7 separate regions of the Mus musculus genome follow, and all the other regions are linked to region 2. The links are chromatin contacts, called in public promoter capture Hi-C maps. All regions are on one chromosome and are shown on one strand. Each heading gives the region's core, a stretch centred on a gene start, on an enhancer-like site or on the middle of the called end of the contact. The rest is flanking DNA. Distances are from core to core; before and after follow the strand shown.

Evidence for each region. Promoter capture Hi-C pulls out the DNA fragments that hold promoters and counts their contacts.
Region 1: a promoter capture Hi-C map of second pharyngeal arch cranial neural crest shows a contact between it and region 2. The contact joins the enhancer-like site here to the promoter of Gsc in region 2. A contact is called at or near these places in 8 of 39 promoter capture datasets (the 3T3-L1 cell line, cranial neural crest, embryonic stem cells and 4 more), 1 of 484 Hi-C or Micro-C datasets (embryonic stem cells) and 4 of 115 datasets of contacts at active chromatin or transcription factors (embryonic forebrain, embryonic limb bud, embryonic stem cells and 1 more).
Region 3: a promoter capture Hi-C map of epiblast stem cells shows a contact between it and region 2, with 2.7 times the contacts expected there. The contact joins the enhancer-like site here to the promoter of Gsc in region 2. A contact is called at or near these places in 10 of 39 promoter capture datasets (the 3T3-L1 cell line, 3T3-L1-derived adipocytes, cranial neural crest and 5 more), 4 of 115 datasets of contacts at active chromatin or transcription factors (craniofacial prominence, embryonic limb bud, embryonic stem cells and 1 more) and 1 of 9 other capture datasets (embryonic stem cells).
Region 4: a contact with region 2 is called in a promoter capture Hi-C map of embryonic stem cells, with 2.5 times the contacts expected there. The contact joins the enhancer-like site here to the promoter of Gsc in region 2. A contact is called at or near these places in 9 of 39 promoter capture datasets (the 3T3-L1 cell line, 3T3-L1-derived adipocytes, the HPC-7 cell line and 6 more), 1 of 484 Hi-C or Micro-C datasets (embryonic stem cells), 4 of 115 datasets of contacts at active chromatin or transcription factors (craniofacial prominence, embryonic limb bud, embryonic midbrain and 1 more) and 1 of 9 other capture datasets (embryonic stem cells).
Region 5: a promoter capture Hi-C map of embryonic stem cells shows a contact between it and region 2, with 3 times the contacts expected there. The contact joins the enhancer-like site here to the promoter of Gsc in region 2. A contact is called at or near these places in 18 of 39 promoter capture datasets (the 3T3-L1 cell line, 3T3-L1-derived adipocytes, the C10 cell line and 11 more), 1 of 484 Hi-C or Micro-C datasets (embryonic stem cells), 8 of 115 datasets of contacts at active chromatin or transcription factors (craniofacial prominence, embryonic basal ganglia, embryonic forebrain and 4 more) and 1 of 9 other capture datasets (embryonic tail).
Region 6: a promoter capture Hi-C map of hippocampal neurons shows a contact between it and region 2, with 7 times the contacts expected there. The contact joins the enhancer-like site here to the promoter of Gsc in region 2. A contact is called at or near these places in 13 of 39 promoter capture datasets (the 3T3-L1 cell line, cranial neural crest, embryonic stem cells and 6 more), 3 of 15 datasets of contacts at CTCF or cohesin (embryonic stem cells, large pre-B cells and stem cell-derived epiblast-like cells), 4 of 484 Hi-C or Micro-C datasets (LSK cells, cortical neurons and embryonic stem cells), 14 of 115 datasets of contacts at active chromatin or transcription factors (craniofacial prominence, embryonic basal ganglia, embryonic forebrain and 6 more) and 1 of 9 other capture datasets (embryonic stem cells).
Region 7: a promoter capture Hi-C map of hippocampal neurons shows a contact between it and region 2, with 5 times the contacts expected there. The contact joins the promoter of Serpina11 here to the promoter of Gsc in region 2. A contact is called at or near these places in 5 of 39 promoter capture datasets (hippocampal neurons, liver, macrophages and 2 more), 2 of 115 datasets of contacts at active chromatin or transcription factors (embryonic stem cells and kidney) and 2 of 9 other capture datasets (liver and macrophages).

What each region holds. Positions count from the first base shown.
Region 1 is chr12:104,878,665-104,882,237 of GRCm38.p6, forward strand. No RefSeq gene overlaps it. Among named protein-coding and RNA genes, the nearest start is that of Clmn, 15 kb to the left of the region's middle. Within about 2 kb of position 1,442, at least 28 of the 459 cell types and tissues checked have an H3K27ac peak or open chromatin away from gene starts, as enhancers often do. A contact at or near this core is called in second pharyngeal arch cranial neural crest, where this site is marked.
Region 2 is chr12:104,471,289-104,474,827 of GRCm38.p6, forward strand. It overlaps Gsc (goosecoid homeobox), which reads right to left and starts at 1,948. Exons shown (of 3, transcript NM_010351.1): 1 at 1,473-1,948; 2 at 705-964; 3 at 1-358. The coding sequence starts at 1,827. The coding sequence ends at 203. Gm10000 (a long non-coding RNA gene) reads left to right here and starts at 2,242. Exons shown (of 6, transcript XR_381874.2): 1 at 2,242-3,294.
Region 3 is chr12:104,815,697-104,819,326 of GRCm38.p6, forward strand. All of the region lies in intron 1 of Clmn (calmin), which reads right to left. Among named protein-coding and RNA genes, the nearest start is that of Clmn, 48 kb to the right of the region's middle. Within about 2 kb of position 2,060, at least 27 of the 459 cell types and tissues checked have an H3K27ac peak or open chromatin away from gene starts, as enhancers often do. A contact at or near this core is called in epiblast stem cells, where this site is marked.
Region 4 is chr12:104,793,391-104,797,388 of GRCm38.p6, forward strand. It overlaps Clmn (calmin), which reads right to left. Exons shown (of 14, transcript NM_053155.2): 4 at 3,652-3,735. Among named protein-coding and RNA genes, the nearest start is that of Dicer1, 43 kb to the left of the region's middle. Within about 2 kb of position 1,896, at least 14 of the 459 cell types and tissues checked have an H3K27ac peak or open chromatin away from gene starts, as enhancers often do.
Region 5 is chr12:104,900,155-104,903,757 of GRCm38.p6, forward strand. No RefSeq gene overlaps it. Among named protein-coding and RNA genes, the nearest start is that of Clmn, 37 kb to the left of the region's middle. Within about 2 kb of position 1,432, at least 35 of the 459 cell types and tissues checked have an H3K27ac peak or open chromatin away from gene starts, as enhancers often do. A contact at or near this core is called in embryonic stem cells, where this site is marked.
Region 6 is chr12:104,937,874-104,941,625 of GRCm38.p6, forward strand. It overlaps Syne3 (spectrin repeat containing, nuclear envelope family member 3), which reads right to left. Exons shown (of 19, transcript NM_001042699.2): 17 at 2,733-2,882; 18 at 1,709-1,747. Among named protein-coding and RNA genes, the nearest start is that of Syne3, 59 kb to the right of the region's middle. Within about 2 kb of position 1,663, at least 28 of the 459 cell types and tissues checked have an H3K27ac peak or open chromatin away from gene starts, as enhancers often do. A contact at or near this core is called in embryonic limb bud, forebrain and hippocampal neurons, where this site is marked.
Region 7 is chr12:103,988,266-103,991,765 of GRCm38.p6, forward strand. Serpina11 (serine (or cysteine) peptidase inhibitor, clade A (alpha-1 antiproteinase, antitrypsin), member 11) reads right to left here and starts at 1,692. Exons shown (of 5, transcript NM_001166350.1): 1 at 1,624-1,692.

The DNA.
Region 1 (3,573 bases), core at 192-2,691, 410 kb after region 2:
TGGGCCAGCTGATGGGATTCTCCACCAAGAGGCTTGCTATGTTACTTTTCAATTGCTGTGAAACCGTAACCAAGGCAACGTGTAGGAAAGTGTATTGGGGGCTTGCTAACACCTTCAGAGGCTGGGTCCATCACCATCGTGGTTAAGGAACATGGCAATACCCAGACAGGCATGGCTTTAAAGCAGCAGCCGAGAGCTTAGATCTTGATCCACAAATACATACAGGGCAGAAAGAGCTATCAGGAAATGTCATGGGCTTTTGAAACCTCAAAGCCTTCTAGTGACACACCTCCTTCGACATGGCCACACCTCCTAATCCTTCCTAAACAGTTCCACCAACTGGGGACCAAGTATTAAACATATGACCCTATGGGGTAATTCTTCAAACTGCCACAAGATTCATGTTCTATAGCCACAGAGTGAACTAGGACCAGCTCAGTCCATCCAGGGCAGTCCCTCGCTCCCCTGCTGTTTCTGTCTTAAGCAGAGGGAAGCAGTGTTAAAAATGCAAGAAACTAGCATTTGGTGGTGGCACATGCCTTTAATCCCAGCACTTGGGAGGCAGAGACAGGCAGATTTCTTAGTTCGAGGCCAGCCTGGTCTACAGAGTGAGTTCCAGGACAGCCAGGGCTACACAGAGAAACCCTGTCTTGAAAAACCAAAAAAAGAAAAAAAGAAAAAAAAGCAAGAAGCTGACTTGTCCAATAGAGGACAGAGCAGTGACCCTGGAAACATTCCCAAGGGTTCCCGCCTCCGGGCCTGTTCTGCCCCATGCCTCTACCCAAGGCTCCATTACCCTGATGGGGGGCCTCTTGGGCCTGCCATACCCTGAAGAGTAGGAAGTGATTCTTCGCATCATCCTGCTAACAGTGATGGAGGCGGCCTTGCCACAGGGAGAGCCTTTGAAGAGGGGTGAAAGCACAGCAAGAGCCTGTGATAGGATGGCACCTGGCCTGACACCACGGAGCAGCCCGGGAGGTCTATGCTCCCTCCACGAAGGCATCCAGCGAAAGCACAGCCACACATCCTCTCAGCCTAGAGTTAATGGGATATCTTGATTGTTCCTGTCAGCGAATGACACCGCTATTCAAGCTTTCAATTCATCACGTACTTTTAAAAGCAAACTCTGGGGCCTCAATTAAATAAGCTTCCTCATTTACTTAATAATGGTGCCATATTGACGGAACAGGGACATTCTGTGAGGAACATTCCCTTCGCAGACTCTTTCAGGATCTGAGGTAGCAGATGGGGGTGGGGCGAGCAGCCTCAGGCTGGCTTGGAGCCTTGGTTGGAACCATGGGACCTTGGAGCCTGAGAGTTGACCTGAAAGTCACTTTCAGGCTGCCTGAATTCTTTACCACCGGTCCCTCAGATCCCATCCTTGGTAAGGCAGGAGTAGCCTCTGTCACACAGCAGGGGCTCAGAGCTTGCTTCCTTTCACAGTCCTTTGGTCAGTGGTTTTCTCAGGCAAGCTGTTCATGCATCGACCCTCTGGCCAGGGTCCTGGGGCAGAGAACCAACAGGCACCTCTACTGAGAGGCCAACACAGCCACCATGACAGCCAGTCTCTGGAACTCACTTCCTCCCCTCACATATCTTTCAAGGTCCTCTAATTCCTCTCTATCCCCAAGAAGGCTCCCAGGTTCCATTTTAGTCATCTCCGGACCTGTAATCCATCCTGAAGTCTGAACCTTGGTTAGCGCAAGCTTCCACCAGGCGCGCCTCGGACCACTCTCACCCCGCTGTCAGGCCCTCATCCCTCAGTGTCGGGGAGCCGGCAGTCTTCATGGAACCAGTCGTAACTGTGGCCAATTTCAGTAATTTCAGAATTGCCAGGGAATTCCAGCCTGTCGCAGCTGCTCCTTCATGCTGCCTTTGATCTCCACTAGTCTCCGTGAGACGCAAAATACTGTTGTCATCCTCAATTACTCCAAGGGACAGGGTGGCCTTGACCTTGCCACCAGGCTTCCTCAGCCTACATGAGGCAGGCAGCAGCTGTTACGGAGGAAGGACAGGCTCTGGGCAAGGGAACTTCCTCAGGCCCATTCTGGAGGCCGCAGCCTCTGGAGCAGAGAGACCCCAGAGCCTGGTGCATGCTGGGCCTCCACCTTATCATTCAGCTATATCTGAGCTCTATGTTTTGTTGTTCTTTACTTTTTATTGTGAGCCAGATCCCTTACCAAGTTCTCCAGGCAGGCCTTGAACTTGCAACCCTCTGGCCTCAGCCTCCTAAGGTGCCAGAATAACAGGCTTTATAGCACTAAATGCAACTGGGCTGACTTCTCCCTATTCTTCACAGCCCCAACTCTGGGTGCATAACAAAAGCCCACCTTTCCTGCTAGGTTTCCCCTTACACAGCCCTGTCAGAATGAAGCACGGTGTTAGTGCGCCTCAGCCAAGCTCGGGGGTTTTGGTGGCCTTACCACACACTGATGTGTGCCCCAAACAACATGGCTGTCATAGATAGCAACTGTCCTCACGACACCTAGCCAGCTTGTCCAGTCCCCTAGAATTGCCAGGGGTTTTCCTCCAGAGCAGTGGTTCTCAACTTGTGGGTTGCGACCCCTTTGGGGTTGCCAAAGACCATTGGAAAACACAGATATCTATATCATGTTTCATGACAGTAGCAAAGTTATGAAGTAGCAACGAAATCATCCTATGGTTGAGGGGTCACCACAACATGAGAAACTGTATTTTCGGGTCACAGCGTGAGAAGTGGGGCTTACCGTCCTGGCCAGCCCAGCCGAAGCCTTTGTCCCCTTCCCCCTCTCTCACTTCCCACTTGTGTCACATTAAGCCACCACTTTTACATAAACATCAAATAAAACCGGTAGCCTGACTGTGCTGCCCCCATCTCTCCCAGGACAATGGTGGCCACCCCTTGCTGGCCTCCACACATCTACCTGGCTCCTCATTGATCTCCATCACTATGGATTCATGTCCCCCTGACACACACACCCCATGCCAGGCTAGTGATGGCAACCTGAATGACTTGTGCTGTGTCTTGGTCTGGCCCTTCCCCCGCCACACTGGGGACCTAGCTGAGCTAGGCACACACCCCAAGACCTTTGCACTGTGTGAGGTAATTTGACACGAGACACTCACCTGTCTCGTCCTACCAGAAGCTTATGTGTACACTATACTGTAAACCATGCCTCCATTTCCTTGTAGAAGCCAGGGCTATTTTTAATTCCCTTCCTTCTATGTAAATTCCCTTGAAATATTTCTGTGACCATGTCCCCTGTCCCCTTTAAAAAGTGACACACCCTCTACCACAATATTCACACCCACATTTTATTGACATATGAACCTGACAGTCTCCATCTGTATTTAAGCATTTCAGGGAGAGCTGGGGTCAGAACCACACAAAGTAAGAACGGTGTGTTTGTTGGCATGATGGAGGAGAGGCAAGTGTGCCTACAGGCTTTCCAGCTCTCTGAGGACCCCCATCCATTTAAGGGGGGATGAGAAACACAGAAGTTCTAGCTCAGTTACCTTGGGCAAGCCCCACACTGCTCAGCTGGCAATTTCTTCAGCAAACAATAATGATGGTGTTTACCTGGCTGCCTCCAC
Region 2 (3,539 bases), core at 698-3,197:
TCACGCAGGCAGCCCGGGACAGTGGGGCTGCGGTCCCCACGCGCCTGTCCCCAGCAGTCCTGGGCCTGTACATTATTTACAGCTAGCTCCTCGTTGCTTTCTCGACCCCCTCCCGCAAGGCAGGGTGTGTGCAAGTAGCATCGACTGTCTGTGCAAGTCCTTGCGTCAGGCAAGCGCCCCGGCCGGCCCGCGGCCGCGGCCGTCAGCTGTCCGAGTCCAAATCGCTTTTACCTTCCTCTTCCCTCTTCTCCGGCGAGGCTTTTGAGGACGTCTTGTTCCACTTCTCGGCGTTTTCTGACTCCTCCGAGGAGGATCGCTTCTGTCGTCTCCACTTGGCTCGGCGGTTCTTAAACCAGACCTGTTGCGCAACCAAACAGTGGTGACCTAAAGGCTGCTGCCCACCGACACCAGGGCACCGGGTGGCCCCGCGTGGCCAGGGGACAGCCTGACCGTGGAACCTTAGCCTGGCAGGGAGAAATCCGCAGGCAATCGCTGTGCTCAAGACCAACAAAAGGAGAAGCACCCTCCACGCTTCCTCTTTTCCTTCTTGGGCCTAAAGTACCCTCGGGCAGCCTCCAGGCCACAGCCTCTGGGATGCTCTTAGAGTGGCCACATCCCAAAGGAGGACCCGGCAAAAGCCGCGTGCAGGGAAGGACCGCTAGACGCCCCCACCCCAGCCCACCCCCGCTGGGGCTCTTGCCTACCTCCACCTTCTCCTCCCGAAGGTGCACCTTCCTGGCCAGCTGCTCCCGAGTGCCCACGTCTGGGTACTTCGTCTCCTGGAAGAGGTTCTCCAGGGCTTCGAGCTGCTCATCGGTGAAGATGGTGCGGTGCCGCCGCTTCCGCCGACAGTGCAGCTGGTTGAGCAGCTGCAGCTCAGTGCGCGACAGCGTGCCCACGTTCATGTAGGGCAGCATCTGGTGCGGCACCGGAGACACCAGTACAGAACCGGGGCCCTCGTAGCCTGCGACAGAGAGAGGGACGGGAGTCAGTCATCCTCCCTCGGCACCGTAAGCCAACCCGCTCGCTGCCCTCGCTCACTTAAAAATAAAAAAAGTCTGCAAGGGGCGCTATGTCTTTGGGGGGCACCGAGACCAGGGATGCCCAGACGTGGAAGGAGCGTCTGCCTGCACACATCCAAAAGCCAGTTCAGGCACTTTAGAATCTCCCCGCGTCCTCACTTCATTCCCGCGCGCGCGTGGAGTCGCCCCGAGACTCCCGGTGACTCGGCTTTTTAAACTCTAACCTAAAGTTTACAGTAGACGTATGCAAAGTCCCCGTACCCGGTGACCCAAAAATATATTAATTAATTAAAAGTAAAAGATAAATAAATAAATGGGAGAACGGGGAAGGCTTGCAAAGGGAGAAAGTTGGTGCCAGGTGAGTAAAGCAAGCAAACCGCGCGTCCATGCCCCGGCAGCCACCGACTGCCGCAGTGGCGAAGGCCGGCTCGCGAGCGATCGCGACCCTACCTGGGGGCGTCGGGACGCAGGAGCACTGCTGGGCGCCCAGCGGCGGCACAGCCCCGCAGCAAGCCGGGCCCACGGGCGCCGCCTGCACGTGCAGCTGCCCGTAGAAGTAGCTGTTGTAGCCCAGGCGGGAGCTGCCGACCGCGGCCGGGAGGCCCGCGCCTCCGGGGGCCACAGGGCGCGGGTAGAAGGCGCCGTAGTCCGAGGAGGTGCCGCCGCCGGCGCCGTAGAGCGAGTCCCCGTGTAGAGCCGGGAAGACCACCGGAGCCGCGGCGCTGGGCGCCACCGGGAGCACCGCGTCTTTGCAGCGCGGCCGGGCGGCCAGGATGTTGTCGATGCTGAACATGCTGGCGGGCATCCCCGAGCCCCGCGTCGGGACCGGGGGGCGGCGGGGACGCGCCGAAGAAGAAGAAGTCTCCAAGTGGTGTTGTTTGGGGTGGGGGTTGGGAATTGTCCCACTCTCTGCTCCCGCGGGCGAGCAAACCGAAAGAGAGCGCGGGCGAGCGCGCAACTCGCGCCCCTCCCCGCCCCCTGCGTCCGAACTCCCTCCTCCCGCCCTCTCCTCCCCTCGCCGCCGCCTAGCTGAACTCAACCCGCGGGTAGGACGCAGCTCCGACCGGCTCAACCTCTTGTTGGTTTTATACTGAGTCGACGTCATCCTGGATTTAGTTCCTGGTAATATGCAGATGACAAACAGAACCAGATTTGGTCCTTTTCTTTTCCTTTGGGTGGTGTGGAATGGGGAGGTGGGGGTGGGCGGGGGGCGCTTGCAGGGGAGGGGGAGAGATGCCAAGAGGAGGGGGGCCACAGGGCCTGAAAAAGATTGTGGATTGAGAATTAATGAAATTAACCTAATCTTTTCCATTCGGCAGCCCCGGCGCGGCCCCGGCCTTGCTGGGCGGGCGGCCTAATTGCCCAGGTTAATCTTATTAATACTATTGTCCTGCCGCCGTTAACAACTCCGCCGCCGACCTCTCCGCCCCGACCCTTTTCTCTCTATTATGGGGTGCGATTTCCTATGGTTGTAGCTCAAATTCATTGTGGCTAATTTTACTTTAGGACTACTTTTTACTCTCTTTCGGAATCTGTTTGCTTTTAAGAAATGAGGGTGGCTGTGTCCTCCCTCAACTAAGACTGAAAGTGCCCCCCCCCCGCAGCCAACCCCCTACCCCGTGAACTCACTGCCTAATTTCACTTCTCCACCCCCCCCTCCGTCTCTTTCCCAAAATCTTTTGTTTTTGCGAAAGCCAAATTTTCTCAGAGCAAAAACCATGAAAGTAGAAACGCGTCCGCCTTCGTACAAGTTGTCTTTTTTCTTCTTCTTCTTCTTAAAGCGGTCACTCTGGGTCTGAAAACTACCCTGACTCTCCCTAGCTCCTAACACACCAGTGAAGAGCAAATTCAGCCAGTCTTTAAAATTCACCACCCAGAGGAGCGCTCTGAAGCGATGCTTCCAGAGGCTTCCCGCGTGGGTGCCGATAGGTTCTGTGTATTTTTGATTATTAGTCTGGGAGAAGGGGTGCCTTCCCCCCCCCCAAAAAAAATTTTTTTGGCTTTAATTCTCGTGGGATCTACCGGGACTGCCTGTCTCCTTTCTCAACATATTGAGTGGCGTCCCTCTCTCAATCAGCGAGCTCTCCGAAAGGCCTCTAGCTGTCCTTCCAGGCCCGCGCTGGCCTCCGGGGGACCCCAGCGGCCTGGACAAAAGTCGGGCCACTGCGGGCGGCCGTGATGATTTGCGGGATTCTCCGTGAGGCACGGCCGAACCGCGGGAGGCGCAGCCAGCCTAGATCTGCGCGCTGGCGGCTGGGCGACCTGCGGGAAGGTAGGCGACCCTCTGGGCAGAACGAAAACAGAGGCCCAAAGTCGTGCGTCCCGGTGCCAGCCCGGGAATTGCACCGCCATCGCGCAGGCCACTCTCCAGCTACTCCAGGAGAGACCTGGGTAGAGGACTTCCATACCATTTGTGGAGATTCCTCTCTCACTGATAAGTCTGAGATAACTTCAACGCTGTCTAAAGCCGTACAATAAATGCTAAGTCCTCCCTGGCACTGGAGGAGATCCTGGGAC
Region 3 (3,630 bases), core at 810-3,309, 340 kb after region 2:
CCCATGAAGACTCATCTCTGGGCCTCTGACGCCATGATCCACCAAAGGACTACACTTTGTGAAACCACAAACTTAGGCACTTTTTTTTTTCAAGCCAACATTTCCATAAAAATGAGAGACTTCTAGATCAGTGCTTTCCAAACTATATCCTACAGAGTACTCACTACAGAGTACTCCCACACACACACATGAGGACCTGAGTTCAAATCCCTAGCTCCTATGTAAAGCCAGTCACGATAACATGTATCTGTAATTCTAGTGCTCCCACAAGGAGATGACAAGACAGAGTAGAATTCCCAGAAGTCTATAGGCCTGCTAATCTGCCACAGGCAGCAGAGAACAACAAAGGGAGACTCTGCCTCAAACAAGACACAGAGAAAGCCCGACACCTGAAGCTGTTCTCTAACCCTTCATACATGTACTATGGCATACATGCATGCCCTCATTCACACACACATACACATGTGTGTGCTCGAGTATATACACACATATTCACATACCCATACACATAAACATAGTCACGTATATGTACACAACTCGTGTGCACACACATTTACATACAAGTGCACACATACACACAGTCACATACATGTACACATACATGTACACGCTCACATATACATATACACATTCACACACAGTTACCTATATGTACACATATGTTGTGTGTACATAGTCACATACAAACGTGCATACACATGCACACACATAGTCACATACATGTACACACATACATGCACATACTCACATACATATAGACACATTCACACACATAGTTACATACATGTACACATATGCTCACACACACACACACACACACACACATACACTTCTGTAACTCCACTCAAACCAAGTTCATTTGAGGCCAGACTTTTCTATATAAAACACAGTGTCCTTACAGAATCTTGCTTTGGAAACCAGAGGGAGGACCACAGATGGGGGAGCTGCTTGCACCGGCTCCTTACAGAGTGCAAAGTGGATGGCTGATAGCTTATGTGGTGGCAATGGCAAAGACTACTTTTTCCCAGCCTTCCACGCAGGTAGGTGGTGGGGTCACATGGCTGAGTTCTGGCCAACAGGATGGAGTCAGGCAGAAGGCATGCCATTTCTAGACACCACTACCCTGCCCTATAAAGATTGAGAGAGAGAGCAGACCTGGAACCCACTGAGAAGAAGAGAGTTACCACATTACAGTTGTGTCAAACTTTGGTGTGGGGAAGGTAGGAGCCATACCTGTGCCACCCACCTCAGACAAGTTGGCAGTCTAGTTTGTCACCTTCTCTGGGAAGGAGACTGTGCCCAGGCTGCTTGAGCCCCTGTTCAGAGCAAGTGTGACAATATGGGCCCTTCCAGAAGGGCCTTCGTCACAGGGTTAGTGCAGTCCTAGAAGAAAGGCTGTCCTTAGTTGTCACTCAAGAGCAGAGCTCCAAGGCCCAATGACGAGAATCAGCATGACCTCTGCATTCCAATCACACTTAAAAAATGGAGATTGAACACACAACCCTGTGTTTGCACAAACATACACATTCCCTTAATTTGCATTTTAAAGCCTATCTGCCTTTAATGAGGTCCACAAGTCCCTCTCAAATCTCAGTGTACTTGCCCAGCCATGAAGGTGACCCGCTGTCCCTGTCCACACAGGACTAAGGGAATCCCAGCAGGGCGTTAGGTGCTAAAACTGGAGAAGTGCCAGGCACATAGAGACAAGTTTGTATCTAGGACAGCAGGTCTGGAGAGGGAGGGGGCGGAGCGGGGTGGGGGGGACAGGGGAGGGGAGGGAGGGCGGTGCAGGCAGAAAAGGTCCATTCCGAATACAAAGGTAAGGATGGCCAGCCGGCTATATTCACTTCAAAAAAAAGAACACAAGACTCCCTGTTTACAGTTTCTGCCTGCAACAGAAAGTGACAGTGTGACTGTAAAGACCGCAAACTGTGACAGGAAGGTGAGGAGCTTCACGCTCTCCTCCAGCTGGGACAACAAGAGCTCACAGTAATTAGCACAAGACAGGGCTGCCTGACTAGAGGCAGCCTTGCCACAGAAGCCAATGTTCACTGGCCATAGTGCTTTCCTTCTGGAATGAGGTATTCTCGGGTTGCATTCCCTGGGCAGAGGCACACAGCTCACACCACGTCTGGGCTGGTGGTGCGGGTAACAATCCCAGGTAGAGCCCTAGGAGGACAGGAGCTGGTGCTGGGGCCCGGCTCCGTAGCTGCTGCGACTCCTTTTAGCTTAACCATGCCCTCCATTGTGGGGTTTTGGCAGATTACAATGAGAACCATTCTAGTCTTCAACCAGCAAACTTCACATGGCAGGGATGGGAAGATCAAAGAGAGGGACCTGGAGACAGAGTCTGCAATGTGTGGTCCTTACTAGATCCCGACTCGTCACCCCAAAATGAGCAAACTGTAGTCTGAAAGCTTGCAACTAAAACAAATATCCAGGATATGTAATGTTCACATTAGGGGATTTAAATCAAGCAACAAAAGTTAAAGAGCCCTTGACAGGAGTACTCTGGTCACCACTTTGAAACCGTGCCAACCGAGGCAGGGAGAAATAAGGTCACCCATTTAGTGAGTGACAGAACCAGGTTCCGAACCCACTTGGGCCCCAAAGCTCACATCTCTAACCATTACGCAATACTTCCTGACTCTCCAGCCCCACTGAATTCAAAACCATCCAAGTCCTTCCTAACTAGGTCGTCACACCCAGCTGAGAGCCACCTGTCACACTGATGGGCCCCTCTGTAAGGGATGTTGATTTCCAGTCCCTGTGTTATCTGCTATTCGAACTATTTCAGCCAATTCTGCAAGGCGAGGGTCTCAGATTCAAGGCTCGGATGCTGTCATAGGGGAGATGTTTTCCTAGGTTTAAGGTAGAGTGGCCTGGGGGAGGGGCAGGCTCGCCGGAGACTTCATTTTGTGTGTATGCATCTATTTGATATAAATTTCAATTTGTATTTAAAAATTAATTGTTAAACCAGGCCTGGTGGTGCAGGCCTGTAGTCCCAGCTACTAGGAGGGCTTGCTTGAGCAATTTAGGAAGACCTAAACTCAAAATACGAAGCAAGAAGGAGGCTGGGGATGAAGCTCGGTAGTAGGCACACTTGTCTTGCAGACACGAAGCATCAAATAAATGAATAACTGTGACTCTTCACTCACCCTTGTGCAAATAATTTGTTTGTCCTCAAGACCACCTTTGGAGAAATATTCACATATACATCTGACAGGAAGAATTTTTCTGTTTGTAAAATTGTTAGATATCTACACTAGAAAATTTCAGAAAATCCAACAAAAGGGGGGGGTGTCACAGACCAACTTAAGCCCCTCCATACTTCCCTTGGTCCTTTCCTTATTTTTACTACTCTGCCCTCATATATGCAATGGGATCCTCTACCTCAGGTCTGCCTCTTACCCTTCCTGGGTGGTTTATCTCGCTGCCTCTTCATGACTGTGTTATGGTCACCCGGGAACTTTCTTTGACCTTGTAAGCACGGCGAATGACCTCAGCTTTTAATCAAGTATGTAATCCTGAAAAACCCAGGCACATTCCAACCTAGCCCAGAAGCTGGCACGATCTCTTGTGAGCTGCAACCTCAGAGCGAAGCCTTCTGTCGTTCTCTCCAGGGAGAAA
Region 4 (3,998 bases), core at 646-3,145, 320 kb after region 2:
GGGATGAATGAGCTCAGCAGAGCAACCTTTAAAACCCACATTGCAAACTTTATCCTGGGACACTGGGGGGTGGGGGGTGGGGAAAAACTTAAGAGAGGTTGTCTGTCATACAGCCGATTCTCGCTCCACTCTCCCTTTCTGTCATGAGGCCTTTAAACTGCGTTGGCTCACATCTCTGATCTTATCGGTTTATTGGGGGCTCTGACAACATCAGTTAGGCCTAGGGTTGCCTGATTGAGGCTGACTGCCCAGCTCCCTGGTTGACGGGCCATTCACAGCCGCTGCCAAGAAGGTAATTGAGACAACACGGGCTCATCGCCGGCAGACTGGAGGCCAGGAAGGAAGTTGTCAATACTAAGAGGGATACAAGCCATCAAACTCAGAGCCAATCTTCCGTCCAGGCTCCCCCGGCAGCGCTCACAGCACATAACCAATCACTTGTGGAAACTCTTCTGTTTTCCTACCAGCCAGGTCTTCCTGGAAGCATTCTCTGGTTTGCAGTTTATAGAACATTCTAGCCCAGTGAACTACAACTACTTAAGGGATTCTGTCATCCTCATCGTCAGAGTATAGTCCTCCCTGGAGGACGGAGCCTTCTACTCTCCTTGGTGATAGACAGATGATAAAATCACCATGCTTCAGATCTTTAGGGATAGTGCTCCGCCTCCCCGCTTCTAACTCAGTTTGTTCTGCCACACTGAATACAAATGAGCCTGCTGGGTTGTGGGAGCATCTCTTCTCTTCTCTGAGCTGATAGGTTTAGAAGAGTGACTTGGAAACCTTCATGACAATGGCTTCCCCGACAGAGCACTGACCACTACGGGTGGGTTCCCAGGTTAGTCTCACTCTCCATGGCCCCATTTCAAAGGTGACAAAGCCAAAGCTCAGCCTAAGTGACTTCCTGAGGTCCCAGAGTTGGTCCCACAGTTGAGGAGAAAGAAGAGTGCACACTGGCTGGTCCCAGGACCCCAGAACAACAGCTTTGGTTGGTGTCTGTAGCTACTTCCCAGCTCTGGGCACCGCCACCCAGGCACCAGCAGAGCCACTGAGGATTGTCCTAGAAATCCAGGCAGTGGCACAAAGAGGGATAAATAAGGCTCCTTAAGTCATATTGTGGATTCTCAGAATGGGCCACAGCTTGTCCCTGGGAACTTATCTTGTCTCCTCTCCATCATCATCTTCCCCCTGAATAACCCCCCACCCCTGGACCACATTACACTTGTCCTATCTGTCTGGGAAATGGACCCAAATGAGACACTGAGCTCCCACGCGCCCAGGCTGGGATGTTTCTGTGAAGAATAACTAATTGAAGGGAAGGTGGGCTCAGTGGTCTGTGGTGCTGTACAGTCACTAGAGCAGACAGCCTGGAAAAGGCTCACACGTGGAGGCCGGAAGGCCAGGCCTCGGCCATGCTTTTCCCATGGCACCGTATGTTTAGATTAATCCATGGCAGGAGCACCTCGAATGTAGATTCGGCAGGCCATACGTTCTCCTGTGTGAGTCAGAGGCTCCTCTTCATGCCCTGGAGCGCCAAGCAGCTGCTGCTAGCAAGAGCATTGTTCTTTCCTCTGGACCTCAACCATCTTATAACTGGTTCTCCCCTATGCTAGGCACAGCCCAAATCCACAAAGACACTGGGATGCAAGCCTAGGCCCTGCCTGGGTAAGTGACCAGAGTCACCCACATGGCATTCACTGTGGGAGATGATCTCAAGGCCACCAGAAGGGGCAACCTAGGCAGCTGCTAGAAGCCACGCCTCCTGTCCCAAGTAAAGCATTCAGGGGAGACAAAGCTTCCTGAGAGTTATGCTAATGATGGAACACAGGTGGGTGGTGCCACCAGGGAGTTCAGTCAAGCCAGCGAAGCGGCAGAAAGAGGGCACACGGCCCTTGGCAGGGGTGTGCACACCGCCCCCTCAGTATTGCTCTGAGGAAGGTTCTGTCTCTGTTCCTTCTATTTAGAGAGGTATATGGTTTCCCCACAGTCCCTAGAAGTGAGTGGGGAGGCCAGGATTGGAAACCCAGGCCTAGTCATACAAAGGCAAGCTTGATCCTTGCTCAAGCAGAGGCTCACAGTGTTCCTGAGCCCACAGAGTGAATCTGGGAAAGTGCTTGTATTTTAAACTTCACTGTATTTAAAGCTTCACTGAGCTGTGGTCGGCGGGCTGTTGAAGCCTCCCATTTAGAGCATTCAGTTCTGTGGGTTTGGTGTATCTGCAGACATGTGTAAAGACCACTGGAGCAGATTGTAGAACATATTCACCCTTTCTAAGAGCAGCCCTGGACTTACTAGCTGTCATCTGGCATCCCTCTGCCTCCCCTTCGGTCTAACTTTCTCTAAAGCCATTTCTCCATCACAGAAATTTCACACAGATGGTATCACGTAAGAAGCACCCTTTACATCTGTCTGCCTGTTATTCAGTATACTGTGTTTGAGGCCCCACGCCTTAACACACACCAGCACCAACTTATTTTCCACAGCCAAGTAATTTTCCCCAAGAGTGCCGACCCATCTGTCAGCTGGTACATTCCTGGACTTGCTTGCACCTTTGGACTCTGATATCCGATATGCACTGGGGTGTTTAGTGGTCACCATCACTTAAACCTCTTGCATCCAGGTCTTTCTCTGCTGTGTGGCAATTGGGGACACATCCCACTTCCTCTGTGGTGGTAAACGTGCTCCCCAAGCTCTTGCTCAGCCTCAGGGTTGACATTCACATCCATTCAGCTTGGGATAACATTGCAGTGGTGAGTGCCTGCCTGCCCCAGCCTGGGTGAGAGCCGCCAGAAGCATCAGGGCAGGAAAGTGGAGGCATGCCTGCTCCCACCCTTCAGCAGCTTCTGAGATATTCCAGGATCCTGGGCTCCATCCTTGACTCTCCAGGTCCCTTCATGAGCTACTGGAGTTCCTCACCCAGTACTCCTTGTGCTGAGATAGCACACACATCTGCTTGTCTTACACACACGACCTCAAAGGGTCTGCACTCTAGGGGAATGGTTTAGTCTGCAGATAGGCCAGACAAACTGAACACTGTTTTCACACAGACTGTCCTGAAACAAACCGCTTTAGGGATGCCACCTGTGGGCCTCCCCTTCCCACCTGTGAAGGATCAGAAAGAGTTCCAAATGCAGATCCAGAACTCTCTATGACAGAGCCAGGTCCTTGCCTCTGCCACACTGAGCGCCCTGTCCTTAAGTTCCAAGAGAGAGATACATTGTAGCGATCAGTCCCAAGCCCTGTCCTTTAGTTCCGAGAGAGAGAGAGAGAGAGAGAGAGAGAGAGAGAGAGAGAGAGAGAGAGAGAGAGAGAGAGAGAGAGATAGATCTTAGCGATCAGTCCCAAACCTTGTGCCCTGTCCTTAAGTTCCAAGAGAGAGATACATTGTAGCGATCAGTCCCAAACCTCTGCTAACCAACAGCTGCTGGCCTTCTCCCAGACCGCCTAGGTGCAAATAGGGTGGGCAGGGCGTAGGAGCCATATCTTAAAATGTAGCTTCTCTGAGTGACTTCCCTTCACCCTAAGCTTGGAAGAACTTGGCTATTCCCCCATCAAGCCTTTCCACATTTCCCGAGAGATGAGCACCAAACTTCAACTCCCACTCTTTTCTTCCAAGGCAAGCTTGTCTTGACCAGACAGGCTTCAAACACTTACATTGCTATCTTCCAGAAACTTGAGTGCTTTCGCTATGTTGTTCAACCGAAAAATACGATGTGATGAGGATTTGTATTCATGCAGCTGAAAAACAAAACATGCAGCTAAGCCAGTGCCCATGCAGTAGTGCCCCAAGACCACAGGGGGCGCCTTTTCTTTATCACTTGCTTTTGAAGGTTAGGTACGGTATTGAAAAGAATCACCAACCAAAGAGCATGCAGGGGCTGGACCTATGCCTCCTACACATTTGTAGTATATGTGCAGCTTGGTCTTCATGTGGGTCCCCAAACAACTGGAGCAGGGGCTGCCTCTGACTCTGTTGCCTGCCATTGGATCCCCTTCCCCTT
Region 5 (3,603 bases), core at 182-2,681, 430 kb after region 2:
TCAAACCTCTGCAAGGACAACTTTGTGTATTGGTGTGAGTGTGTGTGTGTGTGTGTGTGTGTGTGTCTGTCTGTCTGTCTGTCTGTCTGTCTGTCTCTGTGGAGGGGGTCATTCTTTTTTTCAAACTAAATATAATAAACAAAACTAAGAGATTCGAGTTGATTTTTGCCTGTAAAATAACAAAGATACATTTTAGTATATTATTATGAAATGTTGGTGGATATTCCTATCAAAACCTATTTTTTTTGTATGTGTCTAAACCCAAATTTAGCTATATGTCTTATGTTTGATTTATTAAGCTCGGGACCTCTACAGACACATAAACATGCATACACATGTGTGCATGTACTCTCTCCATACCCACACCTACTGCACAGTTTCCCTTGGTATCCAGGGAGCATTGGTTCTAAAATCCCCTCAGATACCCAAATCTACGGATATGGGAGTCCCATATGTAAATGATGCGGCTTCGGTATTCCACCTGTACACACCCTCCCATGCACTTTAACGCTATATAAATATGCTGTCTTGCTCAGGGAACTATGAGAGTGCACAGATGCAAATACTATTTTCTAACTACATTGTCTTCCAGGTAGCTAATTCGGCAGGTGGCTGGCTCTATAGACAATTCCATGTTCCCACAAATAAAGAGGGTCAGCTGTACACATGAAGACAGGGGTGCACACACATAACTCGTATGTCCAATGACTGGATTCTTAGTCACATATATGCAAGCAGACACACACACACACTTCTCCCTTTCTGTGGACTATAGACACTGTCTCAAGACTGAGTCCCTCAAAATTGAGTTTATAGCCTCTAGGTCTGCAGTTGTTTCCTGAGGCCGCTTCCCCCATAGATTCCTTTAGGAGCCTGTGTTTGCTAGCGGCCATTGCTCCTTCCTGCAGCTCCTATGGAATTAACGGCTTGGGCTTGGTTTTGAGCAGAGGTGGCAGACCCCTCCTCCCACCTAGCTACCTTAGCCTCCCTCTCTCCCTAATGGCTTCTCCATTACTTTCTGGCCTGTGGGCTGCTGGCTGGCTGGTGGGTCTTGTGAGGAGCAGGCCTCTTCCCGCCCACTCCCCAGTTGCTCATAGCTGGTTTATGTCCGTCCGTCCGGGCAGTGCCTACAGGGCCTGCGGCCTGGATGTTCTGAGAATTTTATTGGCACCACCACCGAGATGAGGGCCATGGGGGTCCTTTGGGCCTTTCGGAGCCGCTTTATTGGAGCAGGCCTTTCAGACACAGCAGGCAGCCGCCATTTCAGGAGAATCTGGTTTCTCTGCAGGCTCGGGCTTGTTTCCTCTCTGTTTGATTTGGCAGAGGCACAGCCTGGCCTGTTTTGATCTGCACCTCATGTTTGGGCTTTTTGTGGCCTGTTGGTGGATGAGGTGGTGCAGAGGGTTAGCCATTTCCCCACAGCCACAGGGACACAAACAGAGCTTTGTGTCAGGCCGCAGCAGGTGGAATGGAAAGTGTTCAGGCCCCTCCCGGGCTCAGGGTGGGGGGGATGCAAAGCCGTTAAAATGCAAATAAAAGCACTCCACAGCACCTACACCTTGGGAACCCAAGCTGGCCTGTGAGAAGACTGTTGGGTCTCAATTACCGTCAACTCCTTTGGGATCTGGGATAGGAAGGAGGCGGACAGAATTAATATTCTGCAAGGGGATTTGAATTTTAAAACTTCACTGGGGGTTGAGTTCACAGCCAGGCCTGAGCAACAGATGGCCAGCATGCCCCTGACATTTGAAAGCAGTGAAGGGCACGCTAAGGGAGAAAGGGTCTGGCTAAGAGAGCCCTGTCCCATCCATGGAACCCTTTCTGCATTTGATTGGTCCCCAAACCAAAATGAATAGCCACCATATTTGAAATAAAAGATCCATGGGGAACGCTGTGATCGGCTGGTGTGCCTGCCATTCATACCTCAGAATCTAACCCTCAGATGGTGACCATTCGGGGATGGGGGCTTCATGAGGTATATGGCTAAATGAGGGCATTAGGGAAAATCTAATTCATTACAAATCACTCTTCCTTTTTTTTTCTGGTGTGTGTGTGTAGGTGAGAGCACATGTGTGTGCACATGTCACATGTGTGCACATGCACAAAGATGTCTGTGGAAGCCAGGCTGTGACATCAGGATGTGTTTCTCAATCAGGACTCCACCTGACTTTTTTTTGAGACACGGTCTCTCACTACGCCTGGATATGGCCCTCTGAGCTAGACTAGTGAGCCCCACCCCCACCCCACCCTGTGCACGTGTCTCTGCCCTGGAGTTAGAGGTGCGTACCTCCACCCCTGGTTTTTGGTACGTGGGTGCTGGATTCAAACTCAGTTCTTTATGCTTATCTAGCAGTGCTGTTCTGTAAGGGGGTTACCTTTCGGAATAGCCCCGCAAGGACTTTATTGACTGCGCATCTCCTCAACCCATGACCGTGCATAAAACAGCATTTGAATGCAGCCACACCCAGAGGGACACACCCAGAGGGACAGGGAAAAGCTTCATCAGAAACCAGCTCCACCTGCCCTTGATCTCCAGAGCTGTGAAAAATAAGGGTTCCAGCTTTGAGCCTCCTGTCTCCAGCACTTCACCAGACAGCTTTCGGGGAGCTCAGAATCAGCAGTGAGAAGGGAGGAGGCCTAGTCGGCCTCTCTGCTGTTGTGACAAACGCTGACTGAATGCACAGGCTGTGTTGCGTCTCACACTTCCCAGGCCGCAGTCTGAGGGACTGAAGCAGAGACTGGAGGAGTCCTGCCCACTGCCTCCTCACCCTCCTCTGGTTCCTGCTCAAACAGCATTCTTATACAGTCCTGGAACCCTTCCCAGAAACGGCACTAGCCAGAGTGAGCTGGGCTTTCCCACATCAATCAATAATCAATGATCAATTCCCCAATAGACACAGAGAGCTACCGGCCAATCTGATCTGACCAATCCCTTAAATGAGACTCCTTCACCCTAAATGACTCCTTAATTTTTAAAAAACCATTGTTGTTTTGTTGTTGTTGTTATAAATATGGGTGTTTTGCCTGAATGTATGTCTGTGCACCACGTGTGTGCAGTGGCCACAGACGTCAGAAGAGGGCACTGGATTCCCTGAGTCGGAGCTACAGGTGTTTGTGAGGCACCATGTTGGTGCTGGCAATCAAACTCAGGTCCTCTGAAAGAGCAGCCAGTGCTTTTGACTGCTGAGCCATCTCTCCAGCTCTGTCAAACGACTCTTGGCTGTGTCAAGTTGACATAAAAACAAAAACAAAAACAAAACAAAAAACTAATGATGATAGAACTTTTCAGGGAGAACTCCGATTTTGTTTCTTGCTCTGTGAATTTGGGGCCTGTGGGCTCACGCATTGAAGACTCTGGTGAGTGGCGCTGTGGATGTTCAACCCACCCTGAGCAAGCCAGCCAAGCCCCTCAGTTACCCTCGCTGTCCTCAGATCTTACGAACCATCCATTGGTGGCTCAACCTTTCTAAGGCTTTAATACCCTTTAACACAGTTCCTCATGCTGTGGTGACCCCCAACCATAAAATTACTTTGTTGCGACTTCATACTTGTCATTTTGCTACTGTTATGAATTATAATGTAAGTATTGGAAGTGTAAGATAT
Region 6 (3,752 bases), core at 413-2,912, 470 kb after region 2:
GAGGGGCTTAAAGTGCAGCAACCACAGGCAGATTGAACACTGATCTTGGGACTTCCATTTCCTCCAGGGGCCACCAGGCCAGGCAGTAGGGATCACATGCCCTTTCCTGACACCTTTGCACTCCACAAAGTTCACATCATTCTGAACTACGGCGAAACACACCTCCCTCAGCACCTCCTGGCTTCACAAAAGCCTTCAAATTAATCCACAGAGTAAATGAAGCCAGTGTGGGCTTCCATTTCACACATCACGAAAGACATGGGAAGACCTAAGGCAGGGTCATCTGTCCAAGGCCACAAAGCTGAAAGGCCCAGGGCTCAGCCTTGGTCTCCCAAAGCTGCCAGAGGCCAGGATTGAACCCAGGGTGTCCACACCAGGGATGCTGACTCTGGGGCACGAGGGATCTGAAGTGACGCCGGGTCCTTTGAACCAGACTGTGCTGTGGACTCACGTTATTAGGGTCAACGTTTGGCAAGAAAACAGTGGTAACACTGGGGACAGCAAGGGACAGGATTGGGGAGACCCTCCGAGCCCCAGGGAGGCCTCCAAGGCACCCTGTGAGACAGCAAAGCATTAGGTGCTGAGGCTGATGCCAGTTAGCAGTCACATGCTGCTGGGCACATCTTGTCTCCATGATGTTCCCTCCACGGGCTTAGAGCTGGGTTAAGGAAGCTATTCCTTGTGAGTGGCAGAGTGCATGGAGATGCCCAGCCACGACTGTCCTGGCTTGAGTTGCAGATGTCCCCACAGAATCGTGGTTTGGACAGCTCGACCCCTAGGTGGCTGTCCCTATTAGGGGAGGTTACAGAGACTATGAGAGTTGGAGCCTAGCTGGCTGAAGCTTATGCCCAGGTCTCAGTACTCAATTTCCCCCTCTCCCCCTTCCTCCCCACCCCTTCTCTCTCTTTCCCTCCCCTTCTCCCAGCCTCTCCCTCTCCCTTCATTGCTAGTTGGTCAGGAAGTGAGCGGGCAGCCATCCTCTGCCACAGGCAGAGCAACGACTTACTGCCCAAGCCCATGCATGAGTCTAAGGATCATGGGTGCATTCTCTAAAACCCGGAGCACCTTAAACAGCACTGCAAAAAGAACTGAGGCCACTGAGCACCAGTCCTGACACCCAGATCCTAGGCTGTGTCATCTGGTGTGACACCTGGTGTCACCTTAGGGGTGCCACCTAGAGGGCAGGAACTGGCACTGTTCTCGCTTTCGCCGTGACCAGTACGGGAAGAGCCAAAGTGTTTCAGTGGACAGCAGTGGGCACAGCCTGTCTGGCAGAGCAAAGGACTCCACCACCCTTTCTAATGAGTCCCCTGGGGCCAAAAAGGCCACAAGATCTATTTGCCTGGGATAGTCCAGGCTCCTGGGCCAGTCCTGGTTTACATCTGCTGTCACAGGTATAATCAGTGCAGCATTCAGTCTCTCTCCAGAGTGTCCCGAGGCCTGGATGACAAATCCAGGGTCCTTCTCAGTCTCACGTCAAGGCTAAGTCATCTACACACACTTCAATCCCTCCCTGAGCCTGGGGCTTCCTGAGAACACACACCTCGGGGGCCCAGCCCATTACAGACCAAAGCTGATTCTCCATCTGTGATCTCCAGCTCTCCGGGAACATTCTAGAAAACCCAGACACCCTGCGCCAGAGTCACAGGCTCCAAGCCTTGCACATTCTCTGCCCTCTAGCTGTGTGGAACAGATGGCAGACACGTACCTTCTGGAATGCAGTCAGCTCCCCCGGAGAACTCTCGGTCTGTTATTTTAGGGAAAGGAGAAGAAATGGGGTTTAAAAAAAAAAAAAGTCAGCTAGGCGCGTAAAACTTAAACCCCAGCAGAACCCCCGTAACAGAATATTCATTCTGTCAGGGGAGTATTTTGTTCAAACTGCTGGTCATCTGGACAGCCTGCACCAGCAGGGGATCCCATTTAATGAGCTTTTTAACACACTTCAGGTCCAGGTGGCACTGTCTGGATGGCCTTGGCCAGGGCTCGGAATGTGGTCGATATGGCCTGGGCTGAGCTGACACCTAGTGGCCAACCTGGCAATTGCAGAGCCAAAAAAGCCTGGCTTGCCTCAAGCTGTGGCTGAAAAGTGGGGTCCAGGGAGCCACCCTACCCGCTCCTTCCTGGACCCAGGACACTTAACTTCTTTGTCTCGCTTTGGTCACCAGACCCTCTCCTACACGGGCAAGTTAGGAGGTCATGGTCTTTAACAAAGGCTATCATTATCTTAACCAATGGTTTTCGTAGGGACAGGAGGTCCAGGAGATAAAAGGGCTAGCCAGGAAGAGAGGAGCCGAGGCTCAGGATTCAGCTCCATATGGCATCCCCATGGCAACACCACGCCCCAGTGAAGGGCTATGTGGCCCTTCTAGCCTTGGGGTTAGGAGTGGGACTCAGCTATTCCCCCTGGAGTCTGGGATGCAGCTATTCCAGCAGAAGGTGGTTCTAGGATCAAATGGGAAATGATGTAAAACTATAACACAGAGGGAGCAAGACATCTTTATGTACTAAGCAGGAGTCACTGCCCTTAGTCATAGACTCCAGCCTCCCTGGGAGGTAAGATGGATAAATAATATTACAAGAACCTGAGAGCCAAGAGTGTTCCTCTCCTCCTTTAAGCAGCCACCGTGGCCTGATAATATGGACACGCAGGAATGAACATGCATAGATGCAATTCTGTCTCCCCGAGACATGGTTGCCTCCTGGGACCCCCAACCTTTGGCCCCAGCACCTACCAGCAGGTGGCCAGAGTCCTTGAGCTTGGACTTGTACAGCATCCACCGGTAGCGCAGATCTTCCAGCTCGTTGGAGGGGTCCCTTGCCGGCCTGAGACGAAGCAGGTTCTCAAAGAGGTGCTGGCCTTCTGGGATTCGGGCCTCCAGCTCCTGAGAGAGAAGGTGGCATCATGCCACAGATGCCCAGTGGCTCAAGAACCCCACCTGGCTGATAAGGATGCCAATCAAGGGCCCCATGAAGCATGCTGGGAGATGTGGGCAGGGCCAGTAATATGAGATTCTCATCCATGCAAGTTTTTTAAAAAGGGTTTTTAGGGATGGAGAGATGGCTCAATGGTTAAAAATTATGGCTGTTCTTTTAGAAAACCTGAGTTCAGTACTCAGCACCCAAATATTGATTCATAACTATTTTTAACTTTAGTTCCAAAGACTCTGATGTCCTCTTCTGGTCTCCAAAGGCACCAGGCACAGATGTAGCACATAAGGGCACAGACATTCATGCAGATAAAACACTCATACACATAAAATATTCTTTTTAAAAATGGGCCCTAGACGTATTTATTTTATATGCACGAGCATTTGCCTGCCTATATCTATGTGCATCATGAGTGTGCACGAGCATTTGCCTGCCTATATCTATGTGCATCATGAATGTGCACGAGCATTTGCCTGCCTATATCTATGTGCATCATGAGTGTGCACGAGCATTTGCCTGCCTATATCTATGTGCATCATGAGTGTGCCTGATACCTACAGAACTGGAGTTGTGGATGGTTCTGAGCCACCATGTGCATGCTGGGAAGGAAACGCAGGTCCTCTCCAAGAGCAACAAAAGTTCTCGACTACAGAGCCATCTTTCCAGCCTTGCATCCAGAATGTCAGAGAACTCCCAACAGGCAGAAGAATGGCAGTGAGGCTGTTACTCCCAACACTGACAAACTGGGATCACAAAAGGTTTGTCACAGTGGTCACCATGATAAAATAATGATCACTGAGAGATGACACTGCTGGCATTTGAGA
Region 7 (3,500 bases), core at 442-2,941, 480 kb before region 2:
CCCACAGCCCTGCAGAGGACATACTGCCCCTACCCTTCTTCAGCCTGGAGTCTTCTGGACCCTGAGACCTTCCTGCATCCCTTCACACCAGCCCTTCTACCTTCTAATGACACAGCGGCTACACGCTGATCTTTGTTCCTAGTTTGTCCTGAAAGCATCCACACCGCGATCAACACCGTCTGAGCATTTTGCTCATATGATGGTCTTTGGCTCAATGTCACCTGCTGGAGCGAAAGGAGGGGAGAGGCAGATGGAACACGGCTCCTGGGTGCTCAACCAGATTACAGGCGCCACATGTTCACAGAAGGTGAGAGCTACTTGCTGGCTAAAGTAAGGCTGGCATCTCCTAAGGTCACATCCTCCCTCCAGCACCAGCTCCATGTATGGCGCTTAAGGACAGTGTTTCCTGCTTGGGACTTTCCTTAGATGGAAGTACCAGAGGAAGATGTGGAATGATGGTTGAATAATGATGTTGAATAATTGGTCTGCCCTGGTAAAGTAAGGGCAGAAAATTTGAGGGAGCCACTCATGGCCATTGATGTCGGCACCTTCCTGACCCTGCTACCCCACATCCCAAGGTGACTCGCAGAAGGATGTGGTTTCCAAGGAAGAATGAACTGCAGCCAGGCCGGTCTGGGCTTGAACTGGGGCTCTGCAGTTACTCAATGTGTGATACTATCTCTGCAACACAGGGCCTCCATTTGCAAAATCCATGTGGCAATGTCACCCCTCTCTTGTGCTTTACGAAGTCTAACTTGCAAAGCACCAGCAAGTAAGAAAAACAGTACAGGAGACTTTGTTCCATTTCTACCTAGGCTGGGTGTACTGGGGCTCTAGTGCACTTAACTCTGTTCCCAGGCAGATTCTCGGAGAAAAAGCAGAAGCCTGTGGCTGAGTTCTGACCTTCTTGTTTCTAAGTGTTTGTTTAAGCGCTGGGTACATCGGTCACATTGCATCACTGGCCTGCAGATGGAGGTGTTTACAAATGCGTGGGGGAGAGAGAGCATCGACAGGCGATGAGCAACCCGGGTAAGCGATGATTGTGTTACCGCTGCTTCCCACCTGCCACTCAAACACCTGGAAGCGATTGAAATGCCAACAGTCACAGTCTTCCTCTGATGCTGGGACAGTTTGCTGTCTGTCCTTTAAACCAATGCTCCTGAGACCCTGGAGTCACAGAGACTTTTAACCCAGCTGTGTACACAGGGAAACTGCAGCTTAGGATTGACAGGGCTCAGCTCCAGACCTGGGCTTCTGTGCATGTGCTTGTTGCCATACCCGAGTTCCTGGTAAAGGTGCCACTTAGCTTCCAGCTGTTTTTGTGTTGGTTTGCCAGGATTATTGGCAGCTCATATGTCAAGATTCCCTAGGGCTGAATTTTCCAGAGACGGTCCCTGAAAACCTGTAACTCTACCTTCAAGATTTTTTAGGCAGGACTCATTGTCCCTGTCTTTCCCTCTAAAGCTGATGGTAGGTAGGGTAGGTAGGTAGATAGGTAGGTAAACAGTCAGACAGTCAGATAGATAGATAGATAGATAGATAGATAGATAGATAGATAGATAGATAGATAGATAGATAGATAGATGATAGCCTACCTTCATTTTGGGTACAGGGCATACTCACAGAGAAGTCACCCAGGTGGGCCCAGCTCCACAGTCCCGTAATGCCTCCTGCCCACAGGGTGATAGTGTTGGAAGACCATAGCAGCAGACTGGTCGATATTTGTCAGGTCAGTTCCTGGAACTGACGGGAAGGCAAATAGGACAAATGGGACTTTTTTTTTTAAAGTGTATGTCCTGGCTGCTGGTACCACAAACAAGCAAGTGACTTGTGCCCCATTCTGTCTGAGGGTGTTGTGCCATTGGTGGTGATGGGGGTCAGGGAGTGTTGGAGATGCTGACATGTAAACGGGAGCTTTGTAGGAACCAGGATCCAGTGAGACCTTGAGGAAGTGTGGCCACTGCTACTTCACAGAGAGACGCACGACACCAAGTGACTTGCTCTCAAGTCACTCTCTGAGCCGTTGCCACCATACCAAGCATCCCATCATTTTTTTCCGGGCACTTTAAATCTAATCTGTGTAGATGGTGGAAGGTTCTGGAGAGAAGGTTAGTGAGTGTTGAAAGACTAGGTAGTGGGCACTGGAGCCGTGACTCAGAGGCAGAAAACACGTACTGCTTTTTCAAAGGACCTGAGTTTGGTTCCCAACACCTACATTGAGTGGCTCACAACTGCCTGTAACTCCAGCTCCAGGAGATCTGATGCCAAGGTTTATTTTGTTTAAGAGATGGTCGCGCCCTGATGAGACAGAGTTGACTTTTTATTTTTGTTTGTGTGTCTGTGTTTGGGGGAGGGGGGTGCCATGTTCACATGGAGGGCAGAGGGCAGACCCAGAGGGTGTCATTCCTCAGGAGCTATCCGCCTTGTTTTATGAGGCAGGGTCTCACACAAGACCCTAGGGTCTCACACTAGGCCCTAAGGTTCACTGATTGGACGATGCTGGCGGCCCAGAAAACCCCAGGGATTGCTGCTTCCCCAGTGATATTGCAAGCACGCACCATCACACCTAGCATTTTACATGCACTCTGGGAATCTGACCTCAGGTTTCCAGGGCTGCACTTGACCAACTCAGCTATACCCTCAAGCCCCTTTGTAAGCTTTCTTACCCAACTTGTGTCTTGATCTGATAAGACTAATAACATTGTAACACAGAGGAATGGATACAGAAAATGTGGTACATTTACATAATGGAATACTACTCAGCTATTAAAAAATGAATTTATGAAATTCCTAGGCAAATGGATGGACCTGGAGGGTATCATCCTGAGTGAAGTAACCCAATCATAGAGGAACTCGCACAATATGTACTCACTGATAAGTGGATATTAGCCCAGAAACTTAGGATACCCAAGATATAAGATACAACTTGCCAAAGGCATGAAATTCAAGAAGAACGAAGACCAAAGTGTGGACACTTCACCCTTTCTTAGAAATGGGAACAAAAGACCCATGGAAGGAGTTACAGAGACAAAATTTGGAGCTGTGACGAAAGGATGGACCATCTAGTGATTGCCATATGCAGGGATCCATCCCATAATCAGCTTCCAAATGCTGACACCATTGCATACACTAGCAAGTTTTTGCTGAAAGGACCCAGATATAGCTCTCTCTTGTGAGACTATGCCGGGGCCTAGCAAACACAGAAGTGGATAATCACAGTCAGCTATTGGATGGGTCACACGGCCCCCAATGGAGGAGCTAGAGAAATTACCCAAGGAGCTAAAGGGAACTGCAACCCTATAGGTGGAACAACAATATGAACTAACCAGTACCCGGGAGCTCTTGTCTTTAGCTGCATATGTATCAAAAGATGGCCTAGTCGGCCATCACTGCAAAGAGAGGCCCATTGGACTTGCAAACTTTATATGCCCCAGTACAGGGGAACGCCAGGGCCAAAAAGGGGGAGTGGGTGGGTAGGGGATTGGGGGGGGTGGGTATGG